Regions from separate parts of the Arabidopsis thaliana genome. Here region 1 is linked to region 2. The links are chromatin contacts, called in public capture Hi-C maps. All regions are on one chromosome and are shown on one strand. The core of a region is the stretch at or near the end of the contact, and the rest is flanking DNA. Distances in the headings are between cores, read along the strand shown.

What was found. Capture Hi-C pulls out chosen DNA fragments and counts their contacts.
Region 1: a contact with region 2 is called in a capture Hi-C map of seedling, with 2.5 times the contacts expected there.

What each region holds. Positions count from the first base shown.
Region 1 is chr4:7,338,103-7,343,677 of TAIR10.1, reverse strand. Hop3 (stress-inducible protein) reads left to right here and starts at 2,317. Exons shown (of 5, transcript NM_001036543.2): 1 at 2,317-3,275; 2 at 3,733-4,021; 3 at 4,111-4,420; 4 at 4,498-4,624; 5 at 4,699-5,575. The coding sequence starts at 2,439. The coding sequence ends at 4,812. It overlaps AT4G12405 (a tRNA gene), which reads left to right and starts at 2,181; the gene lies at 2,181-2,254. PME1 (pectin methylesterase inhibitor 1) reads right to left here. Exons shown (of 1, transcript NM_117309.3): 1 at 5,498-5,575. AT4G12410 (SAUR-like auxin-responsive protein family) reads left to right here. Exons shown (of 1, transcript NM_117311.3): 1 at 1-878. The coding sequence starts at 249. The coding sequence ends at 722.
Region 2 is chr4:7,235,254-7,240,846 of TAIR10.1, reverse strand. AHL1 (AT-hook motif nuclear-localized protein 1) reads right to left here and starts at 1,647. Exons shown (of 5, transcript NM_117278.4): 1 at 907-1,647; 2 at 375-442; 3 at 151-282; 4 at 1-74. The coding sequence starts at 1,381.

The DNA.
Region 1 (5,575 bases), core at 1,068-3,567, 100 kb before region 2:
ATAAGAGTCATAGCTCCTTGAAGGCTATATAAGAGGTAACCTCTTTCCCCATACCCAAACAGTCTTCTTCTTCAACTCTATAACATAAAACACAGAGAGAGATACCAAAAAACAAAAACCAAAATTTTCTCCAAATCTATTTCTTTCGAATCAAACCCATTTCTTGAAACTCGATTTCAAACAAACCCATCTCATTGTTTTCACCAAAGACTTTTTTTTTTTTTGTCGGAATCTGATTAAAACCAAGCATGAAGAGAGTCAGAGGGTTCAAAATTGGACACAGATTTGTCAAAATTTTCAAATGGATACCAAGAAACAGATGCCCGACCCGAATCACAAACCCGGTTACCGGAATCCGGTCATTAGCACGGTGTTTAAGCCGTGGAGCTAAGAGATTGTGCGGTGGAAGCAAGAAGAATCCGGGTCAGAATCAGATCCGGTTGGGTAAGGATCCGAAAAAGTCGAACCGGGTTGTTCCTCGAGGACATTTGGTGGTTCATGTCGGCGAATCAGACGATGACACGCGGCGAGTTGTGGTGCCGGTGATTTACTTTAATCATCCATTGTTTGGAGAATTGTTGGAGCAAGCGGAGCGGGTTCATGGGTTTGATCAACCGGGTCGGATCACTATTCCTTGTCGGGTTTCGGATTTTGAAAAAGTCCAGTTGAGGATCGCTGCATGGGATCATTGCCGCAGGAAAAATTCTTACAAGATTATATAATTTGAATTTATAAAATAGTCAAAAATCAAAAGAGGATTAAAAAAATTTATATACACTTATACAGTACAGAGAAGGATGATTTCCTTTAATTTGTGAATATTAGTTTTTTTTACCATCTATGTTATACGATAAATACCGATTCATAAATACAAGATAATTATTTGTATCAGTTTATTTCATGGATGATAGACCACATTGACATCCTATAATACTATATGGTTTAGATTTATGTGTGTAATTTTATAAGTTAGAACAAAACTGAAATTATGTTCTAACTTATAAAATTACACACATAAAAACTGAAATTAAAAAAAAAAAACAGAAAAAACTGAAATTGGGCTATCAGTATTTTTGAATACTTATATTTCAATATATCAAATACAGTGAGTGATGGTGTATTGCTGTATCTGAAACCTATCATCCACTATAAACCCCAATTGAAGTGAAACAATCAATATTTAGAATTTCCATATAATGTTAATTATGAAATTACTTCTATCTAAATATATTTCAGAAGAATTTTTGAGATACCACTTTTATGATTTTTATTTTTTTTTAATAATACCACTGTTTTTTTTTTTTGTTAATTTTCAATGTAACACAAAATGCAATCATAGAATTTGTTTTATTAACTTTTATAGAGCATATTATAAAAACGTTTATAAAGTTTCTATAATGCATAATATCAAACATTTATAAGATTTTTCACAAAATTTTTAATGTTTTATAGTGCTTAGAAGATTTTTCTTAAGAAATGATATGAAACTAGAATTTTTGAACAACCTTTTTCTGGTCTTTTTGAAAAATGGTATCATAAAGGTGGTAATTTTCAAAATTTCCCAAATTTGAATACAAATTCAAATCATATTGTAGGAAAGTGATCAAATATGTTAAAATTTAGAAGATGAGGTGAGAACAAATGTGCAGAGGAGATGCACTTGCTAAATTTGCATCTTCATGTGATTTGTATTTTGCTTTTTAGATTGTAGTTTACCACTTTGGTTGGTTACAAGTATTTGGAGAAACCATGTACTACTTGTTCTTTGAGTATTAATATATATGATTATATGTGGTATGTTTAGAAAAAAACAAAAAAACCAAATATCAAACCTAAACTTATTAAAAGTAAAGACACATTTGATTAAAACCTAAACCAAAAACGTACAAAACTATTCGCTTATGATGATATTATTTATCATAACCAAAACTTTAATCACCATACATACCTCCGATTTGGTTTTCTCTCCCAAACTGGTCGTCTTCTCACCTCTGGTTTACTACTACTTCGGATTGAAGAATTTTGATCGTCTCGTTGCTAACTCCACGATGTCTTTCTGACGCTTAATCTTCTGACAGAAGACAAAGACATAGCATAAAAAAGTAAGCACAGAACATAAACGGATGTTTATTCTTTTCTAGACGGTATATTTACATAAATAACGAATCACTTATCAAAAAGCTGGAGTAGCTCAGTTGGTTAGAGCGTGTGGCTGTTAACCACAAGGTCAGAGGTTCGACCCCTTTCTCTAGCGTTTCTTTTCCTTTTGTATTTTTAAGATTTAAAAACATTTTTCCACGGCTACAAAAGAACATTCTCGACATACACAAAAAAATTCGAAATTTCGAGAACTCTCTTGTGCCTTCTTCTTCATCTTCCTCTGTTTTTAAAAATGCAATCAAGCAGATTCTCACGATACCTAAACCAAATCCAATTCAATGGCGGAAGAAGCAAAATCCAAAGGAAACGCAGCTTTCTCTTCCGGCGATTACGCCACCGCAATAACCCATTTCACAGAAGCAATCAACCTTTCACCAACCAATCACATCCTCTACTCAAACAGATCCGCTTCTTACGCTTCTCTCCACCGTTACGAAGAAGCTTTATCAGACGCGAAGAAGACTATAGAGCTTAAACCTGATTGGTCTAAAGGATATAGCCGATTAGGTGCTGCGTTTATTGGATTGTCCAAGTTTGATGAAGCGGTTGATTCGTATAAGAAAGGATTAGAGATTGATCCGAGTAATGAGATGCTTAAATCGGGATTAGCTGATGCTTCGAGATCTAGGGTTTCGTCAAAGTCGAATCCTTTTGTTGATGCGTTTCAAGGGAAGGAGATGTGGGAGAAGTTGACGGCGGATCCGGGGACTAGGGTTTATTTGGAGCAGGATGATTTTGTTAAGACGATGAAGGAGATTCAGAGGAACCCTAATAATCTTAATTTGTATATGAAGGATAAGAGAGTTATGAAGGCTTTAGGGGTTTTGTTGAATGTGAAGTTTGGTGGATCTAGTGGTGAAGATACTGAGATGAAGGAGGCTGATGAGAGGAAAGAGCCTGAACCGGAGATGGAACCTATGGAGTTGACGGAGGAGGAGAGGCAGAAGAAGGAGAGAAAGGAGAAGGCTTTGAAGGAGAAAGGGGAAGGAAATGTTGCTTATAAGAAGAAGGATTTTGGGAGAGCTGTTGAACATTATACTAAGGCCATGGAGCTCGATGATGAGGATATTTCGTATTTGACGAATCGTGCTGCTGTTTATCTTGAGATGGGGAAGGTATTAAGTCTTATACTTGGCTTAAAAGTTAAACCTTTAGGTACTTTAAGATTAAGGAGGAGATCTTGGGTTCTTGAAGTAGCTTATCTGTTTAGTATAGCTTGTCACTAGTTAGTACATTTGTGATGACCTTGATGGGTTTTGATAACTTTCATCTGCTTCTTGTTGGAGATTTAAGAGTTTTGAACTTAAGTTTTCACTTGTGCTGAAAGTAGTTAGCTTTAGATGAGGTAGAAATTTAGGGTTTATGGCTTCATGATGGAGTTTATTCACTTGTTCTGTAGAAGTGGTTATCTTTATTATTACTGGAATCAATTAATCTTCAAGTATCCTGAGTGGTTCAATTCCATTGGTCTATGTGTTCTTGCATTAGTCTTGTTTAATTAACAGTTGGTTCATCTGGATCTTACTGTATCTTGTGTGATGTTTTACTTCATTTCTCAAATGAAATTATCAGTACGAGGAGTGCATTGAAGACTGTGACAAGGCTGTTGAAAGAGGCAGAGAACTTCGTTCTGACTTCAAGATGATAGCAAGAGCTCTGACTAGAAAAGGATCTGCTCTAGTGAAAATGGCGAGATGCTCGAAAGACTTTGAGCCTGCGATTGAGACTTTCCAGAAAGCTCTTACAGAGCATCGTAATCCAGATACATTGAAGAAACTGAACGATGCTGAGAAAGTCAAGAAAGAGCTGGAGCAACAGGAGTACTTTGATCCTACGATAGCCGAGGAGGAGCGAGAGAAAGGTATATATACTGATCCTCAGTTACACTTACTATCTTGAAACGTGATTTGATTTTAGGATTAAGCATTTGACACTTCTTCATTGATGCAGGTAATGGATTCTTTAAAGAACAAAAGTATCCAGAGGCAGTGAAGCATTATTCAGAAGCAATCAAAAGAAACCCGAACGACGTGAGGGCATATAGCAACAGAGCTGCTTGTTACACAAAGTTAGGAGCATTACCAGAGGGATTGAAAGATGCTGAAAAATGCATTGAGCTGGACCCAAGTTTCACGAAAGGATACAGTAGAAAAGGAGCTATTCAATTTTTCATGAAGGAATACGATAAAGCTATGGAAACGTATCAAGAAGGGCTAAAACATGATCCTAAGAACCAGGAGTTCCTTGATGGTGTTAGAAGGTTTGCAAATTTTGGCATTCTCTCTTTGTTGTTTAACCTTGCAAAGATCGGTCTAGTGAAAGTGTTGTTGTTTTCAGATGTGTGGAACAGATAAACAAAGCGAGCCGTGGTGATCTGACTCCAGAAGAATTGAAGGAGAGACAAGCAAAGGCAATGCAAGATCCTGAAGTTCAGAACATATTATCGGATCCAGTGATGAGACAGGTAAAAGCAGTGGCAAGCATTGTGTTCTAACTCGTAAGCTGTCTGTGAGACTTGTGTGATGATGTCTATTGTAGGTACTAGTGGACTTTCAAGAGAATCCGAAAGCTGCACAAGAGCATATGAAGAACCCAATGGTAATGAACAAGATTCAGAAGCTGGTTAGTGCCGGAATTGTTCAGGTCCGGTAAATTGGTTATGCTAAACCGGAGTGGTATATTGAATCAAACCGAAGATGTTTCCAAATTTTCACTGCGTTCTTTTGGGCTTTTGTTAAACTGATGAAACTCTGATTTGGTTTGGGTCATGTTTGAGGAGTTGTTGTAGAATGAATCAAGTCTGTGTTCTCCTAGTTTTATATGCTACTTCTTCGAATTTTCTCAAAAGAATCTTCAAACGAAATTTATAATTGCTGTCAAAAAATTTTAAAAAAAACTATAATTCTTTTTTGGTCGAAAATTATAATTTAAAAGTCAAAAGCTGTAAAATCTTTTTTGTTTTCTACATGTCTCTTTTACAGAGGAATAAAAGTCTTTTTAGACGGGCCTCACGTGCATTGCACACGTTATGGTGACTAAGAAATTGTGCAATAATCAGATTGTGTTGAATTTTCTCTTCCACTTTTCTTTAATACAAAATATAGTTTAAAAAAATATATATATAGATTTTTCTCTAGTGGAACGGTTTGTGGAAAGTATTTTAAGATTTAGATCTTAAGATTTTGTTTGCCCAAAAAACAAAAACAAAAAGATCTTAAGATTTTAAAATCTATGAAAGTTTAGGAGTTTTAATTTTAGAATTTAAGTTTCAGAATCTAAGATATGTAATTTTCCTTTGCTAACTGAAAAAACATAAGTAATAATTTCTGAATTTTGATTTAGAACATAAAACTATTTCCCATAACTTTTTATTTTGTTAATTAACGATTATTTTCAAAATTATGACATGTTCCTA
Region 2 (5,593 bases), core at 398-2,897:
CCCGTTCTACTTCGTGTTCCGCCTGAATCATTAGGCATGAATGACCCGGATAATGATAATATCTCAAACCGACCCTGAAAATTAACACTATAAATCATCTTACACTTTCAACAAAAATTTGATCGATCGATGAGAATGAAATCTACATACTTCGTATGTCAATGTGCCGCCAGAGGAATCTGGCTGACGAAGTGTAACGCTTGAAATAACACCGTTTGCTGACAGAACACAAATAGAGCGAGGTCCTTGTTGCGAAAACGAGATTATCTTCATTGTTACATCCTAATTATGCCAAAATACATCATTCAAAACTTGTAAAAGATAGAAAAAAGGACTTGATGTCTAGATCTAAAGAAAAATTCCGATGAGATTACCTCGCCGGTGTTGACTGTGATTATATGAGGTGTGAAATTACCACCGACGGAGCAAGGAGCCCATTCACCTACACATAACAGAACACAAGAGGAACATTTTTATTAATTAATTTGTAATATTGACTAATCATGTACTTTGTTGTCCCTAAATTTAAGTAGCCAAGTAGAAAACAAAAATCTCTAATTTTGACCAACATGTTTAACTTATAAAACTGCTACTAAATTAAGCTTAGTATTGCATTTAAGAAGTGACAATTAACAACATGACATATATGTGTAGATACTTGTAGCTTTAGGACACATCTATAACCATAGACAAATTAAACATAGAAACAAAACAGAGACCCCACTTACTTAAGCATGCATGAAAATGAGATCCCAGACCCAAATTTTTTTTTTTTTTTGTCAATAGAGTTAGATTGGTCTACGAAACAAGATTCCGACAAGATAAAAATAGTTTTATCTTTTGTTCTTTCTTAAATACTCTTCTTAAAAAACAGAGAAGAAAACAGAGCAAAGAAGATATAATTACCCAAATTCTCAACTTGGTGATGATACTTTGTTCTGTTAAACGAGTTCGTTGGTTTCACTTTGCTACGTTTCTCAGAAGCGGAGAAATCGATGACGTGTGAACTCGGCGGCGGAAGATGCGACGGCGCCGGCGCTGATGAAATCGGTTTAGGAGATAACGCTACAACAGTCCCGTCCGGTCCATACTTCCTTGGCCGTCCACGCTTCTTCTTCATCAGTCCACCGGAGATACCTTCCATCGCGGCCGTCGTAGTCGTAGTCGTCACCGTCGAAATTTGCAGCGGCGGAGGAGCTGTGTGATGAGACGATGGCTGTGGTGGAGGAGGAGTGACAGAGGTGGGAGATTGGTTTGAGCTTTCTGATCTTTGAGCTACGTGGAAATCTGACGGCGCGTCGGATCTAACCACCGTAATACCACCGTCGTTACCGGTGGTTGATCTAACAGCTTCTCCGGTAGACTCCATATTTAAGACCATTAGCTTCTTTTTCTTTCTATTTTTGTTATGTTTCCTTTATTTCTTCTAGATTTTCAAGAACCCATGTAAATTTTGGGTTTTGATTAAAGATAAACAAAGATGAGATTAAAGGATTAAAAGATAAATAACAACAAAGAAATATACTTAAGAGCTAGAAGAAGAAAATCAAACTGAGAATTATTTTTGGAGAAAAAATATATTGCTAAGAACAGAGGTTGGAAATTAGGAAGGAAAATAAGAAAATGTTGGAGAGGAAAGTGAAGGAAATTAGATTTATTTATGCTTTGTGAATTAGATTGAAGAAATAAAAAATGGTTTATTTATCTTGTCATTAAATAAGGTATTTTATCTTTTTATATAATGATTTTTTATATTGTAAGATTTGTTTATGTCTGTCCATTTTTTTACTTTTATACAATAATGCGAAAAGGAAATCTTTAATAGCGTGATTATTTTAATATAGCTCGCACTGGATTTATATTAAATTTTCATTTAGGAATATATAGATATTCGTGTTTTTAGCTGGAATCCGATGGGAGGGAATTAATAAATATACATAATAAAATAAGAAATAGTATAGTAGACAAAATTAAAGTGGGTATACAAAATTCAATTAAATTTTTTTTGGGAAAGACAAAGATGGCCTGCGTATATTGTTTTCTTAAAAATAATAAAATATATTTTCTTTACGTGTGCTTTATTTTATTTATAAATATTCAATTTCTCCAGTTGAAAAATACTTTTTCCTTAATTAATAATCGGGCTTTGGAGTAAAGGACAAGTAAAACTAGGCTGCTAAAATGATAAATAAATCATTTAGTATGGAAATAATTTAAATTAATTTAACATCTAACAATATATGAGGCCAGCAAAAACGTATTAAATCGCATAACTATAATAACTTAAAAGAACCAACATCTAAATCTAACTCCCAATTTATCCATTTCTTTCAATTTTCAATGTAAGACATAGAGCCCAATTCTTTCCACTGAACAAACAATAGGACATAAACGTGATCGATGATGGGTTAAAAACCTAGGTATATTGAAATGTTTAAACATGTAACGAGTCAAGAGATGGTAATATACTAATATGTAGTGTTGGTCAAGTTTATCTACGACGAACATGAATCTCCTAATACATGTTCACTTTTACTCAATGTTTTAAAACCTATACCGGAATAAAAGTTAAAGTTTTGTAGATCACCAGGTCGACTGTGTCGATGATTATAGAGTTTTGTAATTAATTTGGTGCATAACAAAAAAAATGGTACTAACAAATTAGTAATTAAATGGAATACTTGGTGGGTGCTTAAACACTTAATTCGATAAAATTGTTTTCTGAAAATTGAATTCCAATCTGATTGTTAGAATTTACTACAGTACCATTTTATATTCTTTCGTGTATTTGTGGAAATCCGAAGGGCTTTTATTTTGCAAACCCTTTTAATTAGTTGGAGTATTGTTTTGTGTTTGCTTTACATTCATTTCTTTCCTTTTACATTTCCCAAAGTCTTCGTCACAATTATAGCTTACCCAACTAATTTATGCCCATTTGAAAACAGCAGTAATAAACTCTAATCCGTAGTTTTTCAGTTACAAGTTTTAGATTACTTAAATATAAATAATGTTGACCTACTAAAATCAATTTCTAGATATTCTTTTCTTTTCAGTTTTTTTTTTTCTGGCTCTTTTAGCTAATAATAATATAATGAAAGTTCATTTAATTCTCTCAATCTGTATAAAATATTTGATGAACACAAATTTTAATTAAATTACAGGAAATGGAAGCAATCATGAATCGTAAAATTATTTTAATACAATTTTATTTGGGACCACCAAGCATCGAGTCATTGACCAATAGAAATCCAAATCTAATTCGCAGAAAAATGAAGATTAATAAAATAACCAGAGTTTAGATAAGAACGAACCATATATTAATCGTCTAATGTTTTCTTTTCATTACCATGTTTAAATAAGTCTTTTCTGTTAAATAAAATAATTAGAGTGATGTGCTCGATGTGCATTTCCTCCGCGACTTTATTTTATTTTATTCTCTTTTAAAAAGAAATGGAGTAAAATATTGATTTCACATGGCTTTTACATTTAGAAAATTTTCATTTATAATTGTGGTCGGCATTCTGACCTAACTTGGTATCATTATACAGCTCTTGGAAAAGATAAATATTATTAAGATTTGACTGAGCCCATTTAAAATCAGAAAGCAAAAGAAGTTTACATTATAACTTTATAAGTATTTATTTTAATTCTATTTAGATTTTCTACTTTAATGTTTAAATCAAAATCTTAAATTTTCAATTGATGGAATCAAGTACTTGATTATTTTGTTGTCAACCGATATTAGTTAGAGTTTAATATAGTCATTTCTGAGCAATTTTGTTTACATATATGATATAATGCGGTTGGATATGAACCTTTCTTGTCAAATTATCCGCTTTAACATTTACGTTATAAGAGATTCAATATTTTTAAAAAATCTGTGAATATTTTTTTATCGTTCTCTAATTCGTCCAAATACATTGAGAAACACAGCCATTCAGATGGAGAAGACTCGTTTTTTTCTTTAAAATTATATTATTATAAAAATAGTTTTAAACTTGGTGATAATCTGGAAAAATATTTCCAAATAAGAAATGTTCTTTAACTTTTGTTTTGGTAAGTATAAATCTTCTCTAACTCTATCAGGAATTAAAACAATTCTAATCATTTTTAAGTCACTCATTTTATTTTTCCAAACATTTTTTACTCAATCGTTTACAAAATATATATATATATATATATATACTAGATAAGGTCCGCCTATTTAGACGGGTGTAAGATAGAAAAATATTTTTTTATCGATAATATTTGAATATTGTATACCAATCTATATATTTTTCTGATCTTTAATTTAATAATTTTTGGTTTAAACAAAATTTCAGTCTTATGCATTTTATTTTAATTATATACACTCAATCTTATCAATGATATTTGAATTCTAAAAAGTAACCGACCATTATTCTATATTTCATTTAGTATCTAGAAAAGAAAAAAAAAAAACAAATTTCTATCTTACACCATTCAATTTTGTAATACAGTTTAACTATCTATGTTATCATAATAAACTCGATTTAAATTCTACACACTTCATATTGAGTGATAACATTTTCATATCAAAATTATATTAATGACATATCAAATCTATATCCTACTTAGTATTAAAAATAATTAACAATTAAAAAAACATAATTAATAGGCCTAGGCATAATACCCAAACCCGAAAAACCGATCCAAAAAACCCGATCCGAACCCGAACCCAAAATTTTCAAATACCCGAACAGGTCTAAACTTCAAACCCGAAAAACCCGAACCCAAACCCGAATAGGTATCCAAACATATCTTAAATATAAGTATATATTAGTTATATTTATACTTATATATAGAAAATATTATGATTTTTTGGATATTTTAGTTTTTTTGTGTGTATTTTTAGATATATTCAAGCAAAACTACTCGTGTTGTTTTGGGAATTTTTAAAATTTTTAAGTAATTTAATAGAATAGAAAATATTAGGATATTTTGGATATTTTATTTTATTTTGTGTATTTTTAGATATATTCAAGCAAAACTACTCGTGTTGTTTTGGGAATTTTTAAAATTTTCAACTAATTTAATAGATTTGCAGACAAAATTTGATATTTCAATATATAAATAAACTTGAACCCGAACCGAACCCGACCCGAAATCTTAAATTATCCGAACGGGTCCTAAACTTCTAAGCCCGAAAACCCGAACCCGAAATACCCGACCCGAATACTCAAACGCGTAGGGCTAATAATTAATAAAAAAACAGATCCACAAAAATATTTTGAAACCAAACATTGTTAAAAATATTTTTTTTATATATGCCGTAATCTCGAACGTTAATTTTAATTGAAAAGTTAAATCCTATAAGCTAAGCTATTTTTCTCAAAATGTTCTATTTTCGATTACATTAGTTAAAGATAAATTTGTTAATTTTCCTTTTGTTGAATAAATGTTAATTGTATGTTCTATTTTCGATTACATTAGTTAAAAACAAATTTGTTAATTTTCCTTTTGTTGAATAAATGTTAATTGTTTATAAAGATATAGATATATAAATTAGTATATGTAATTTTGTTTACTTTTTAAGATTTTCTATTTTTTTAAGAGAATAAAAATTTAAATTTTA